2 separate regions of the Mus musculus genome follow, and region 1 is linked to region 2. A link is a contact called in public Hi-C data. All regions are on one chromosome and are shown on one strand. The core of a region is the stretch at or near the end of the contact, and the rest is flanking DNA. Distances in the headings are between cores, read along the strand shown. Region 1 overlaps Gm32098 (a long non-coding RNA gene). Region 2 has its middle 10 kb from the start of Gm39149.

The links. A called contact is a pair of places that touch in the nucleus more often than the background predicts.
Region 1: a contact with region 2 is called in a Hi-C map of cerebellar granule neurons, with 2.3 times the contacts expected there. The contact joins two enhancer-like sites. A contact is called at or near these places in 1 of 39 promoter capture datasets (the 3T3-L1 cell line), 3 of 484 Hi-C or Micro-C datasets (brain, cerebellar granule neurons and granulocyte-monocyte progenitors) and 1 of 115 datasets of contacts at active chromatin or transcription factors (embryonic stem cells).

What each region holds. Positions count from the first base shown.
Region 1 is chr8:26,676,111-26,682,691 of GRCm38.p6, reverse strand. All of the region lies in intron 2 of Gm32098 (a long non-coding RNA gene), which reads left to right. Among named protein-coding and RNA genes, the nearest start is that of Gm32098, 19 kb to the left of the region's middle. Within about 2 kb of position 1,386, at least 14 of the 459 cell types and tissues checked have an H3K27ac peak or open chromatin away from gene starts, as enhancers often do. A contact at or near this core is called in cerebellar granule neurons, where this site is marked.
Region 2 is chr8:26,586,682-26,593,813 of GRCm38.p6, reverse strand. No RefSeq gene overlaps it. Among named protein-coding and RNA genes, the nearest start is that of Gm39149, 10 kb to the right of the region's middle. Within about 2 kb of position 2,368, at least 6 of the 459 cell types and tissues checked have an H3K27ac peak or open chromatin away from gene starts, as enhancers often do. A contact at or near this core is called in cerebellar granule neurons, where this site is marked.

The DNA.
Region 1 (6,581 bases), core at 137-2,636, 90 kb before region 2:
AGAGTCTGGTTTCTCCAGCTGTGATTGTCTTGTTTGAGTGACACGTCTTTCGTCTGCTCATCTCCTCCCATATTGGTCTCTGTCTGTCTTGCCCTTACACACCTTACTCCTCTCTTGCCTTTCTTTTGAGACCATTTTTGTTACTCTTTAAAAAATAGGAAGGAGAGAGCTTTTGGGGTGTGTGGTATCCCTGGCATGGGTTTCCCCTTGACCTTTTATATGTGGAAGCTGAGCTGAAAATACTGAGACATTGAACCCAGGCATAACCTTAGGAGCCCTGGTGTCCTGAAGAGCTGCCCTGGGTTTCTCTGAAGATTGCCTCCCGCCCTTACCTGTGTGCCTTCCCCTCCAATCAAAGGCTCTCTAGCTCATCAGATGTAGGTAGAAGGGACCTTCTGGTCTGCTTTCCTGGGAATCCTGTCTCTGTTGTAGAGTGCCCACTCTGGTCTTCTACAATAAAATCATTTTGAAATCTTAATTGCAACCCCACACAAACCAGAGCAGGGACTGGCCAGGGGACTCACAGCAAGTAAAAACTGGGGGTTGTGACTTGAGCTCCTTTGTCTTTTTGGTTCTGCCCTGTCTCAACCCTTAGGTGGGTCACGTTGAGGGGCAGGCAGGTGTGGCCTTGGTGCAATAGGACCCATTGGCAAGAGTTTCTAGTCAAAGGACACACAGGCATTTAGGGTCCTCTATGTGGAGGAAGATATACCAGGGTCCACTGTATACACACACAAAATCCAAGCCCCTGAATGCGTGGGGGATGGGATACGTCACACAACTAGATTCTGGCTCTCTGTGAGTCATGTATGAAGTATTGAAGCTAGAAGTATGAAAGAAAGATTTCCTTACCACAGGCCCTTCTCTCTCTGGGTATCCAGGGTCTGCTTGCTACTGTTCTTTTCCCCACTGCGAGACTTCTGGAAAATGAACTCTTTGAAGCTGTCTCATCTATAGGAAGGTAAAATCCTGTGTTGTATGTCTTAAGAGATGGCTGAGGGTCCTTGAGTCTGTTAGCCATTGTCCTCAAAGTGCTGTACCACAGCAAGTACCCATAATGAGTGAAAAGAGCAACCATCCCTTCTCACTGCCTTGCAGATCAATCAGATGGTTTGGGCTGTGGGTAAGCTGACCCAACTTCGGGTTTTGTGGGTCTCCTCCTGGGACCAGTGGACTAAAGTACAAAAATCACAAGTGGAAACAAATTGTCCAATCTAGATCAAAGCAGATTGCATGTCCAAGTCAAGAGTCAATAGGATCCACCCAAAGTAGGGAGCCCTCTTACCAGCTATGAGGCAAAAAACCACGGCGAGAAGGAGAAGATGGATTGTAACACAGTGCTGAACTACTCAACACCTCCTGGTAGTTAGCCAGCAGACCAGAAGGGGAGGAGTTGGCTCAGGCCAGGCTTGTTCTGCAAGGGAAGTTGGGCTACAAGAGGCAGGCAAAGAGTACACTCTACTCTTCCCATCCCAGAGTCCTCTGTCCTCGTCCACACTTGCTTCCAGCTTGGTCAGACCGAGTGTCTACAGAAATGCTTCCTGTGCCCAGAGGAGCACAGATTGTTTTAATGCGGCTGGAAACTTCCAACGTCAGAAACACAGGGAAGACAGCCGTTAACTCTGCAGGAAGCACAGCCCGGCTTCCCAGTGATGTCAGAATGTTTGTGTCTTTGTGTTTCTGTTTGGGCACATGGAACACGTGAGGATGGGTGGGCGGCTGAGTGGGAGCGCGGAGGTCTGTGTTTGTGTGCATGTGCGCTGTGTTCATGTTTTTGCCAATATGCCTGTCTCAGTCATGCTCAAAAATCTGTCTTTGTAGGCTGGGAGCAGAAAGAGGTTTTCAAAATTAGACAATATTATCACCAAATAGTTTTTGTTTTTTTAAAGAAATGAATTAAAAGGATCAGACCTCTTCCAAATGCTCTAAGTCAGGGATATGTGTGTGTGTGTGTGTGTGCGTGTGTGTGCATACACATGAATGTATGTATGCATACATGCATCTATCCCCTGGGCTGTATTTGGAGGTAGAGTATAAATAGATTGATGTCTTTCACCTCAGTTTCTCTGGTTCTATTTCTGCTGCAACTAAAATGATTTTTGGTAAGTTATCTTAGAACTCACACAGATGTAGAAAAACTGCTTGTCTTAATTAGTTACACATTACTTCTAATAATAGACTTTATCTATCTATCCATCTGTCTATCATTTTTAGGCCATTTGAGGATCTACTTTTCCATAGGTAGGGAGCGGGGAGTACAGGTTGGCCAATGCTGTTGTTGTCTTTCTGATGCAGTCTCTGGGTTTAAATCCTGCAGCAATGCACAGTTGGGCAGATTGGTTCTTGGTGAGTACCCCACCCCTGGTGCCATCCCTTAAAAAAATACCTCAGACACACATATGCATAAAGGAGATGGTAGATTAGGTTACCTGGGAAGGCAATACACAAATGTACCTTCACCAGAAGATTAACGGATGGTTGCAGGGAGTTGCTGATGAAGGAATTTTGTGTAAGAGCAGGCCCTAGCTGCTGGGGCTCATCTGTCTCTGCTGTCACTCTCCTGGTGACTGCCTGTGCAGCAGGGAACTATCTGGGCTCCCCATATTTGCCTCCCTCCTCTGCTTTCCCTCTCTGCAGGAATCCCACATCACTGAGACCCAGAGGCAGAACTCTCTAGCGGAGGGGAGCCAGGAGAAAGGCTGTTAAGGTCAACTGTTTTTCTGTCTATCTGTCCTGTGCCCTTGTCTGACCTCTTAAAGTCACCTTCACAGTCTTTGGAGATTTAGAGCTATACCAAGGCAGGTCTAGCAAAAGTGAGTAGTGCCTTTTTTGGCAACCACTCATTGGTGACCAGCACTTCGATCAAAATCTCTGCCTAGAAATCTCATGTTCCCATGTGATGGGGAGCAAAGGGGCAACACACACACACACATGCACACATGTATACACATACATGTATACATACATACACACATGTACACAAACAGGTATATACATACTTTTATAACTCCATACTTTCTTCTTGAACTTAAAAGCAACAACTACCAACCTCTCCAAATAGTTTTAAGATAATGGGCACTCACCTTTTATACCACATTTTATCTATCTTTGAACAAAGTCAATTTCTGACTTACGTTGGTCCCTATGTCCATTGAAATATCAGACATTAAAAATGGGTTGGAAACTCCTAAGTTGCCAACCATTCCAGCTGAGCAGCCGTACAGTAGAGTATAGAGTATACATAATGTTCCCCATGATCACAGGGTTGCCCTGAGCTACACTATATGCAGCCACCCAGCGTGGATCTCACTGAACACTGTAGCTTGGAAAAATACCCAAAAAAACAGAATACACCTTCCACTTAATGTTATCACTTTCACATCATGCAAAAGCAAAAGAATCCTAAGTGGAACCATCACCAGGAGACCCAGTGTGCCAGGAAGATGGACAATGTCTGATGGCCTTAACTTACCGCACAGTAGAGACTTGCTTTGCCTTATCTGTGTAGTGGGACCCCTGGCAGCAAACAGGTTCATAACTCCTTTGTGCTTAGTGCTGTGACTGTCCAAGTCCAGGGAGGGGACTCAGCTCTTCCAGTGAGTGGAGCTCACCAATGATCAAGAATACTTATTGAATAAACAAGTATATCCTAGGAGAGTCACTTTTCTTATCAGTTACAAACAGGGCCCCAGTCTATTGTGTTTCTTGTAGGACCATCTAGAAAGCCGGCCTTGTCCTTCTATCCTGGTTTTACTGTCTAGGAGCTATTTCTGCTTTTTTGTTTGTTTGTTTGTTTTGTTTTTTGGCAGGTCTCATCCTTTATAGGAGGACATCATAGTTTGACGGACTCCACAGTCTTCGGTGTCAGTGTGCTGGTGGGTGAATGCTTCCCTTAGCTCAATCACTGGAAAGTCTAGTGGGGAGAAAGATGACATGTAGTAGAGATGCAGGCACTTGAAAAAGTTTTGCTTCCTGAGAAAACCACTATGCCCATTGACACCTATGCACCATACACAGATGGCTTCAGCCGTTCAAGGATTTGACAAATCTTGGATCAAACATATCGCTAGACCTTTGATGGTTGTGCCTGTGTGGGGTGTGGCTAGACTTTTCACCTTGCTATCATTCTCTAAGTTGTTCAGCATAAAAAACTACTTACATAGTATTTACACATGGGGTACTATAATTAAGGGAGAGATGGTTTACAGAGGAATGTGTTCGATACTATGCCGTGTTCATAAGGGACTTGAGTAGTAACACACTGGGCATCGTCAGAGTGGGACTATCCATAAATCACCTTTCTTCAGTTTGATACAATCAAGTATGGTCAGTGGCAGACCCCAGTCACTAGGCCCCATGATCCCACACACATCCAACTCTGTCTTCCAGACCTGGGATACAGAAAACTATGAACATGGGACTCTGAGACTACTTTGCATACGAATTTCAAAACACTTCATCAGGGCTATGCTTGCTGCCATCTCTTCTGTGTGTAGACTTCTGTTTTGATCCCAGTGTGAGCAAATAAAACAATGGTTGCTAGTCCACCGTCCATGAAATCTCGTTCTTATTTGCTGAACACTCTCCAGGAAGCGCATGCGTGCACCCACTGAAGCTTGGGACTATGAGCATGTGCGCACACACACACACACACACACACACACACACATACACACACACAAGTTTTCATATTAGTTTCCCGAGTTCATGGATAAAGTCCAGAGCTGCCAAAGCTCCCACTACTTTGCCATGTCACACTAATAGCTTCCAGATCCCATCACATATTAAATTCATGCGGCTTCAGCGAAGCCATCTATTTAATGCAGTTTGCTAAATGCCTGCGCAGCCCCGCTGACAGTGACATATTAGTTTTGCAGTCTTTTGCAATCTGATATCTCTGAATTTGCCACCGTACTAAAGATTTGATTAATGTGGTTCCATTTGGATGCAGTAATTGGCTGCGACTGTTGTAGAAAATAATCAGGCTTTCATTCCTTACAAGCGCACGGACATGCTAATGAGAGAGTGGGTTAATTAAGCCCGCGGCAGAAAGCGACAGTTACTGATGACTGTTGTGACAAACCACCGACTCGGCATTTGGGAGCAGGACAGCAAATTTGCACTTTATGAAATTACAGGAAAACTAGGACATAAGGAATAAATAGTTACATCTGTTTGGTGAAAGGGGGGAAGGGGCGGGGAGAAAGAAAAAGGGGCGCACAAGGAAAAAAAAACAGGCGGAAGACAGCTTCCCCAAGACAGGGCTTGGGCTGCGGAACCCAGAAGGCCTTGAAGAGTTGTGTGTCTTAGTGGCTACATTTCTTGACCTTGTAATGACAGGCAGAATGTGATGAGCCCAGACAATCAACTGAAGTTCGGACTTCACAAAGGACCAACTACCTTGAGACAGACAGACTTGGGCAGAGAGGGAGGTTTAGGTCAAGGTTGGGAGGAGAGCAGATTGATCGGGGATCGTTCACCTGTGGCAAGTGGCTCTGTGGAAAAAGCCCGGGGGTCAGACTGTGAGGGTGCAGTCAGCTTCAGCTCTTGGGAGAAAATGTCAGTAATGTCCAGGGTGACGCCACCACCTGTTTCATTCACTTACTTATTTTCAGATCATCGTTTCAACTCACCTGTGTTTCTTAAGTGCTTCATGCGTTTGAAGTTGAGTCTTGCAGTCAGTGCTAGGCTCCTTGGGAATGGTTTGCTAAGCTCTTCCCGGTCCCTTGGTTCCCTACATTCTCCTATAAGGCTCTGAGAAGTTATTGTCCCTTTCTTAGAGGCATGCTCAACATGTGACCCATGGGCTTCGTGGACCCCAGGACAGCTATGGATAAAGTCCCACACAAAATCACAAACTTACTTAAGATGCTTTGAGATTTTGTTCTGCAATGTTTTGTTTTGTTTTGGTGATTCAGTTTTTTTAGTGGTTTCGAGCATGGACTTTGTAGCTAACAATGTCTAAAGGTTAGACATGCCTGCAAGACATTTAAGCATCGAGGGAAGGGGATTCCTGTTTAGTCTTCTGAGCACGGATTCATAATCACTTTTTCTCCCCCTGTACTGGGTCCCCAGGACTTCTGTGATGAAGCATAGCCTGACCTAATAACCCTTCATGTCAGTCTGAATTCAGCTCCACCCCAAAACAACGAACATCACCAAGCACAGGTTAGACAGTACTATCAGGGACACCGAGGAAGGAACAAAGTCCAGTACTTTATCCATACCCTTCAGCAGCTTATAGTCCAGTAGCTATATAGACAAGACATTAATTGTGACCAGTGCTTTCCGGGACTACTCACTTCTGTCTGCTGAGGCCCTGAGGGTCTGATGGACTGAGCAGGAGGAGACAAAACGGGCTCAGGCACCTGAGAACAAATGTCAGAGACCTCAATGTTTCAGTGTCCCTTAAGGAGCATGGTAGGTGAAGGGCATTATGGGGTTTGTTTTTATTTTGTTGTGTGAGGCTAGACCTGTTCCAGGTCTTGTTGGAGGCACGAGAACAAACTGGAAACCAGAACTGAGGTTTAAGACCAACCTAAGCTGGGTGAGGAAGGCCATGGGACTCTGATCAGGCACAT
Region 2 (7,132 bases), core at 1,119-3,618:
CCTAACCTCAGTCTGGTAGATTTACTTCTTAATTCCCCATAACCACAGACTCACCACAGCATCGACAGGTCCAAGCAAGCTGAAGGGACATTCAGAGAGAGTATGAGTCATGCCACCATAGCATGAATGCTTGTCCTATACTTCAATGGGTGACTTCTATTCCACCTGATCCAGAGCTTTGGAGTTACAGGGTAGTCTGGCTTCATGTTGATGTTGACATTGTTTATGTGAGTCAGGTTACCCCTTTTCAGTAAATGCCTCACAGAGGTGCTCTGAGGATAAATAAGCCCCATTAGTGACAGAACTCAGAGAGTCCCCATGAGAAGGGCTTTGCATCGATGCACAGTTACTATTGGCCTTGTGTTAGGATATCAAGTGGCAGGGTTCTAGAAAGCATGTGGCAATTGGAAATACTGTTGTCACCCTTCTTGGGAAATAGTGTGTTATGCAGTGGTCCTCTCACATTCAGTCCTTCTGAGGAAGTACCAAATTGTCTCTTGCTTGCCTGAGCCGGTTTCTAGCATTCCAAAGATGAGGTCAAGAATCTGTGCAGAGCGGCAACAGAGAAGAACGTCAACCTTCTCCTTCCAAAACCAACAAATTGTAGTTTCACTCCAGAGGGATAGCAGGGTGCTAAGAGGAAGATGGACAGGGAATGGATTGACTTCTAAACAGCAGAAATGTGCCTAGTGTCCTCTACAGCTTGGTTCTCTCTGTGTCCATCATAGTCTACTACTTTGAAGTCACTGAGACCAAAACTTCTATTGTGACCTCATAACTCTCATTTTCTTGACAGTCACCTACAATTTGCACCCTGGTCTTCTTAACCAGGGACCAGATAACCATGAGGTTGGCCTTTGTTCATCTTTCTAGGTATCTCTTGGCCAAGGTATCTCATAGAGCTTTGAACCATATTCATGCTTACTGAAACTTTATTTGTTCTATTTTCTCCTACTCTGAGTTTTCCATACAAAGACTGACAGGTCCTCCTATATAAAAACTTTTGCCCCTCCCACCATCTGTCCCCTGCACCAAGGGTTAACTCTATTGTGTCTTGCCCAGGTCAGTCTGACGTGTGGTCCTCTTCTCTTCTTTCATGGCAATGTCATAGTCCTAAAGTTTGCTCTTCTGGTCAGTTTCTTCAGAGAGATAAAGACCCTACCCTTGTTGTCTCTGAACATTTAAGATGCTGAATGCCACATGATAGTAGTTGATTGTCTAGTAAATGTTGAGCATGTGGTAGCAATGATGTTATAAATGTTCCAGGTCCCATTTTCTAGCATGATTATCCAAGGCTAGTGTTCCAGTGAGAGGAAGTTAGTTATTGAGAAGCCAAATGTGACCAACTTTCCACTAGTTGCATTCACGTGGTGCATAGTTGAGCTGGAGGAATTAGCTTAACCCAATTCTAGACATAAGAGGTTAGTTATGGGCATTTATGGGACAGCCATAACTTGAGATTGGATGGAGTAGGGAAGTATGGAAACACATAACAATTGTGTTGGTTTGAATATGCTTGGCCCATGGGAAGTGGCACTATTAGGAGATGTGGCCTTGTTAGAAGAAGTCCATCACTGTGGGGGTGGGGTTTGAGATATTATGCTCAAGTCCTTCCTGGTGTGAAATGGACCTTCCTACTGGCTGTCTGCAAAAGACCCTCCTACCTGGCTGCCTTTGGATCAAGATGTAGAATTTTTGGCTGCTCCATCACTGTGTCCACCCGGATACTGCCTTGCTTCCTGCCATATAATAATGGACTGAACCTCTGAAACTATAAGCCAGACCCAGTTAAAAAAAATTATGTATAAGAGTTGCCTTGATCACGGTGTCTCTTTGCAGCACTAAAACCCTAACCAAGACAATAATCCTCAACTGCAATTGTTCTTCAGCTCAACATTTCCTCATGACAAGAGAAACAAATGTTTGAAAATTGTGTGTGTGTGTGTGTGTGTGGAGGGGGGAATACTCATATCATCATGAAGAGATTCTTCATGATAGAATTATTCTCTTCCTGTGACTTGGAAAAATGTGGAGGATAGCAGGAGATATTAAATGGATGGGCAGAGTGGAGATGGAGTTAAGTGAAGGGCAGAGAATTATCTTCACTACTTCCCTACATGGGCCCCCTAGGGAGCAGGGCCTAGGTGGCACCCACTGGCAGGAAGAGTCACAGGCAGAAGTAGTAGGTTGACTGTTCCACTGGGGTCTGATTTCTCAGCTACTGCGAGGGTCTCAGGATAGATAGATGTGCAAAGCCATCCCCTCAGCAGCACCCACACAGGACACTGACAGTCTGTGGAGGTGACAGTGCTCTTATACACGGGGCAGAAAGGACTCTGGCCCTTGGCTCAGGGGAACAGATGGGCGAGGAGAGGGGCATCCCCAGGAGATTGGGCAGCTGAACAGCTCCCAAGCCCAGCATGAGCCACATGTAACATATGGCTTAATTTCCTCTCAAATTAGACACTTGATAAAAAAAGTTATTATATCTGTCAAATTGCCAGGGCATTTTATGGATGTGATAAACTAAGAACCACTGCTTTACAAACCTTGATGGGATGTTTCAGTACCTGAAAAACAATTTTATGGCCGCCCAGGCTACTAACAAATTGCAAATACTGATTAAGCCATAAAGTTACAACAACATTAAAATATAATGAGAGGTTATTGCATGAGGGAAAGCTTTTAAGCAACAGCCACAGCTACACTCAGCTCTCAGGTCAGCTTTGGCTCTGTCTGGAAGAGGAAGGCATTTCAGGACTGGGTGGTCCCTGCAGGGGCCAGGCCTGGCTCTCTAGATGTCTGGTGACATTTCTTCCAGGACACAGCAGAGCCCAGAGACAAGGCCTTTAATTGGAGCTTAAAGACATCAGGCTGTGAGTACTGAATATCTATGCTTTGAAAGCTAGTGACACGGAAGTTGCCAGAGAAGGAAATCCCTGTATATCTCACTTGTTCTGGCTCATGCTTGATGCTTCATGACCCTTGGTCTTCACTTCCAACAGACTCTGCTCCCAGCCTCTATGATGGGGCCCAGTCTAACACTCAGTGCTTAGCTCTTAGGAGAGAGTCATGAATAGACCTACTTTCTCCTGTTCAAAAGCTGTAGGCTGCTGAGAGAGAAGCATGAGATAATAGAAACAGATCAGAGTTTACTAGAGCCGGCCAAGTCATCCCATAATATCCACAACTAGGAGGAGAAGAGGGTGCTGTTGTTGCTCTTGGCTTCACTACACTCCAGTGAGGACAAGCTATTGGAGAATTCCCTGATCTCTCACCCAAGGAAGCAATACTTCTTGTTTGGGTCACTGGTCCAAACTTTTACCCAAGAGAAATGTCCATAGCAGTCCATCCTACCTGAGTTGGCCTCTAGCTCTACTTAACTCTAGCTTAAAACTCTGGGCCAAAGACTGTGTAAGCCAGTGAGCCCATGCTGCTCAGAGTGATGGGATTTCCTCTCCATCCTCGGACCTGCAATCATTGGTGGGCTTCACTGGATTCTCCATTTCCCTAAAACTTGCCAGCTTCTCAAAGCTGATAGTTGGCCTTTTCTTCACTCAGGGTTTCCTTTCCTGAGCCTGGATCACAGCGTAATATGGGGATGTTTTACATTTTATCCAGGGAAAAGAAGAGTGGGGATGTATACCACACATCATCTGATTGGACTAAACAGAGTTCGATACTCTCAGGAAACTTGTGTTACCAGTTGCTATGGCCCAAAGGGAAGCTTCTGACAAAACGATGGTAGAGGAATCCAGACTCAGGACTTACTGGCTGAGGGGGCTGAAGTAGGCAATTAGCATCCTGAGGCTTTAATTTTTTGTCTTTTATGCAATGTTTGTAGATCGTTTGTATTCATGCTATACATATTATTTGTGCTTATTATCATTTAAATTACCTACTCATTGGTTTCTGTGGAGGGTAAATGAGTGAAGAAATGTTAGGATGGATCTGGTCCCTTATAAAGTCCTCCATGCTTCAGTAGGCCTTACTGAGATCCACTATGGATTAGGTTCTCTGAATTTGTTAGTTTTCCTGAGCCTGAATTTGCCAAATACCCCAGGAGAGCCAAGACCTTGAGCTCTGCCTCTCTGAATTGCCCCGAACAACTGGGACTGCAGGAGTGAGTTACCATATCTGGCTTTTCTGTTTGGATTTAAATGATAATATCAGATGATAATAACTTACATTAACATCAAAATAACTATTACTAGTTTTTAAAAGGAATTATTTATTTATTTTATGTGTATGAGTACATGGTAGCTGTCTTCAGACATATAAGAAGAGGGCATCGGATCCCATTATGGATGGTTGTGAGCTACCATGTGGTTTTTGGGATTTGAACTCAGGACCTCTGGAATAGAAGTCAGTGCTCTTAATCACTGAGCCATCTCTCCAGTCCACTATTACTAGTTTTGCTTTATAAATGCCAAAACTGAGTGGGGCTTCAAGAGCAAAATCACATGACCATAGCTAGCCAATGGCAGAGTTGGAATTCAAAGGTAATTTGGTCTAATTTCTAGCATGTGAGACCATCATTTAGAGAACCTTGTGGGGCTTTGAAAGCCTCGTGTAAGTGTTGGCAGTTACCTGAGAAACTAAGAACATGTATATCACCCTTCTATTCCTCTCATCTACCCTGAAGAGCTTGGCTGCCTTACACAGGACACAAACTGCAATCCTGTCACCCTTGACTCCAGGAGCTGCTCCAACTCTTGGTTGCCTTGGGCACTAGTATGGTTAAGCCATCTGGTGGGCCACTTTGTGACAGACTGCCCCTCCTGCTCAGACAGTTCCTGTCCAAGTCCTCAGGCTCTGTGCAGCGAGCAGCATGCCTGAGAGCAGCCTCAGTGGGGATGAACAGATGTAAATTGGGAAGACAGGCAGCCCATCTTTCATCTTTCCACTGTATTGTTTGTTGGAAGGAGATGAGCAGAGTAGGAGAACAGTGTCCCCTGAGGCACTTTTTGAACTTGCAGGGTATGGTGAGGTTAGTATGCAACGAACAGATACATTGTTTTCAGAGCACCTTGCTTTTTCCTTTCTACTCAGTCACAATTTGGTCTTCTAAATTTAACACTTCTTAAGTACTTAGGAAAGACTATCAATCTACCAGGCACCGGGATCAGTAATTGAATAAGCGATGGAGTGCACTCTAAAGACCGTTGGGGTAATAGACAATTGAAACTTGCACACCCTTTCAGTGTGCTGAAGGCTGTCAGCATCCTTGCCGATAATAGGGATGGGAGAAAAGATGATGAAGACCTCAATCCATCTCGAAGAGGTTCTGAGTCCAAGATCCAGGTCAGAGGAAATTCAGAGGATCAGATGCTGAACCCTGCCCCACCTACTTGCTGTGGAAATATGAACGGTGGCGGCCAACATCCATGTAGCTCTTCACTAAGAGCTACAACCCCTCAAATCAGGCAACCATCATTGTGAGTCCTGTTTGATAAATTAAAAATCAGTGGCTTGGAGAGATTGTGCCATTTTCCTGGCATGACCAGCTTTATCCTTACTTCCCAGACCACGGCTATATCTTCTGTACTAGCTAGGATTCCACCATCTTTAGCTGCCATATTGGCACATTCCCAGCTTCTAGAATCAAGTCCTGTAAACACTTCTGTGTTGTAGAATGAAACATAAATTTCTAGGGGTTTTAACACAGAAGTGGCTTTCCCTGTATCGTTGGCCCTACCTTTGTGCCTGTGATCTACAAAAGCAATTTCCACCAGAGAGAGTGTTTCATACCTACTACTTGCCTCCCTTCCCCAGTAAGGAGAATAGACAGGCATACAGTTTCAGTACTACTGTATGTACAATGTACCCTCAGCTGGAACCCCTCCCAGGTAGTTCAGGGAGTAGAGGCATAGCAGGGATGGGCACAGAGGTGGGCAGGGGCTCTATGAGGTGGTTGAACAGTGGCTGGCAAAGGTGGTAACAATCTTTTTGCTATTTTTGCTCATCCAAAAGCATGCCTTGTGACTCGGATGAACTCAGAAACAAAGTAGCCTTCTCCTTGCCAATGAGAGTGGAAATGTGCTGTGTCAGCAAGACAAAACCTCTCCAGCGGGTTCCTCCATGGAAGCTATTAGAAATGAAGAGGAGGAGCGGTCGCCATCTTGGTCCGGGACCCGCCGAACTTAGGAAATTAGTCTGAACAGGTGAGAGGGTGCGCCAGAGAACCTGACAGCTTCTGGAACAGGCGGAAGCACAGAGGCGCTGAGGCAGCACCCTTTGTGGGCCGGGGACAGCCAGCCACCTTCCGGACCGGAGGACAGGTGCCCGCCCGGCTGGGGAGGCGGCCTAAGCCACAGCAGCAGCGGTCGCCATCTTGGTCCTGGACCCGCCGAACTTAGGAAATTAGTCTGAACAGGTGAGAGGGTGCGCCAGAGAACCTGACAGCTTCTGGAACAGGCAGAAGCACAGAGGCGCTGAGGCAGCACCCTGTGTGGGCCGGGGACAGCCGGCCACCTTCCGGACCAGAGGACAGGTGCCCGCCCAGCTGGGGAGGCGGCCTAAGCCACAGCAGCAGCGGTCGCCATCTTGGTCCGGGACCCACCGAACTTAGGAAATTAGTCTGAACAGGTGAGAGGGTGCGCCAGAGAACCTGACAGCCTCTGGAACAGGCAGAAGCACAGAGGGGCTGAGGCAGCACCCTGTGTGGGCCGGGGACAGCCGGCCACCTTCCGGACCGGAGGACAGGTGCCCGCCCGGCTGGGGAGGCGACCTAAGCCACAGCAGCAGCGGTCGCCATCTTGGTCCGGGACCCGCCGAACTTAGGAAATTAGTCTGAACAGGTGAGAGGGTGCGCCAGAGAACCTGACAGCTTCTGGAACAGGCGGAAGCACAGAGGCGCTGAGGCAGCACCCTTTGTGGGCCGGGGACAGCCGGCCACCGTCCGAACCGGAGGACAGGTGCCCGCCCGGCTGGGGAGGCGGCCTAAGCCACAGCAGCAGCGGTCGCCATCTTGGTCCGAGACCCGCCGATCTTAGGAAATTAGTCTGAACAGGTGAGAGGGTGCGCCAGAGAACCTGACAGCTTCTGGAACAAGCAGAAGCACAGAGGCGCTGAGGCAGCACCCTGTGTGGGCCGGGGACAGCCGGCCACCTTCCGGACCGGAGGACAGGTG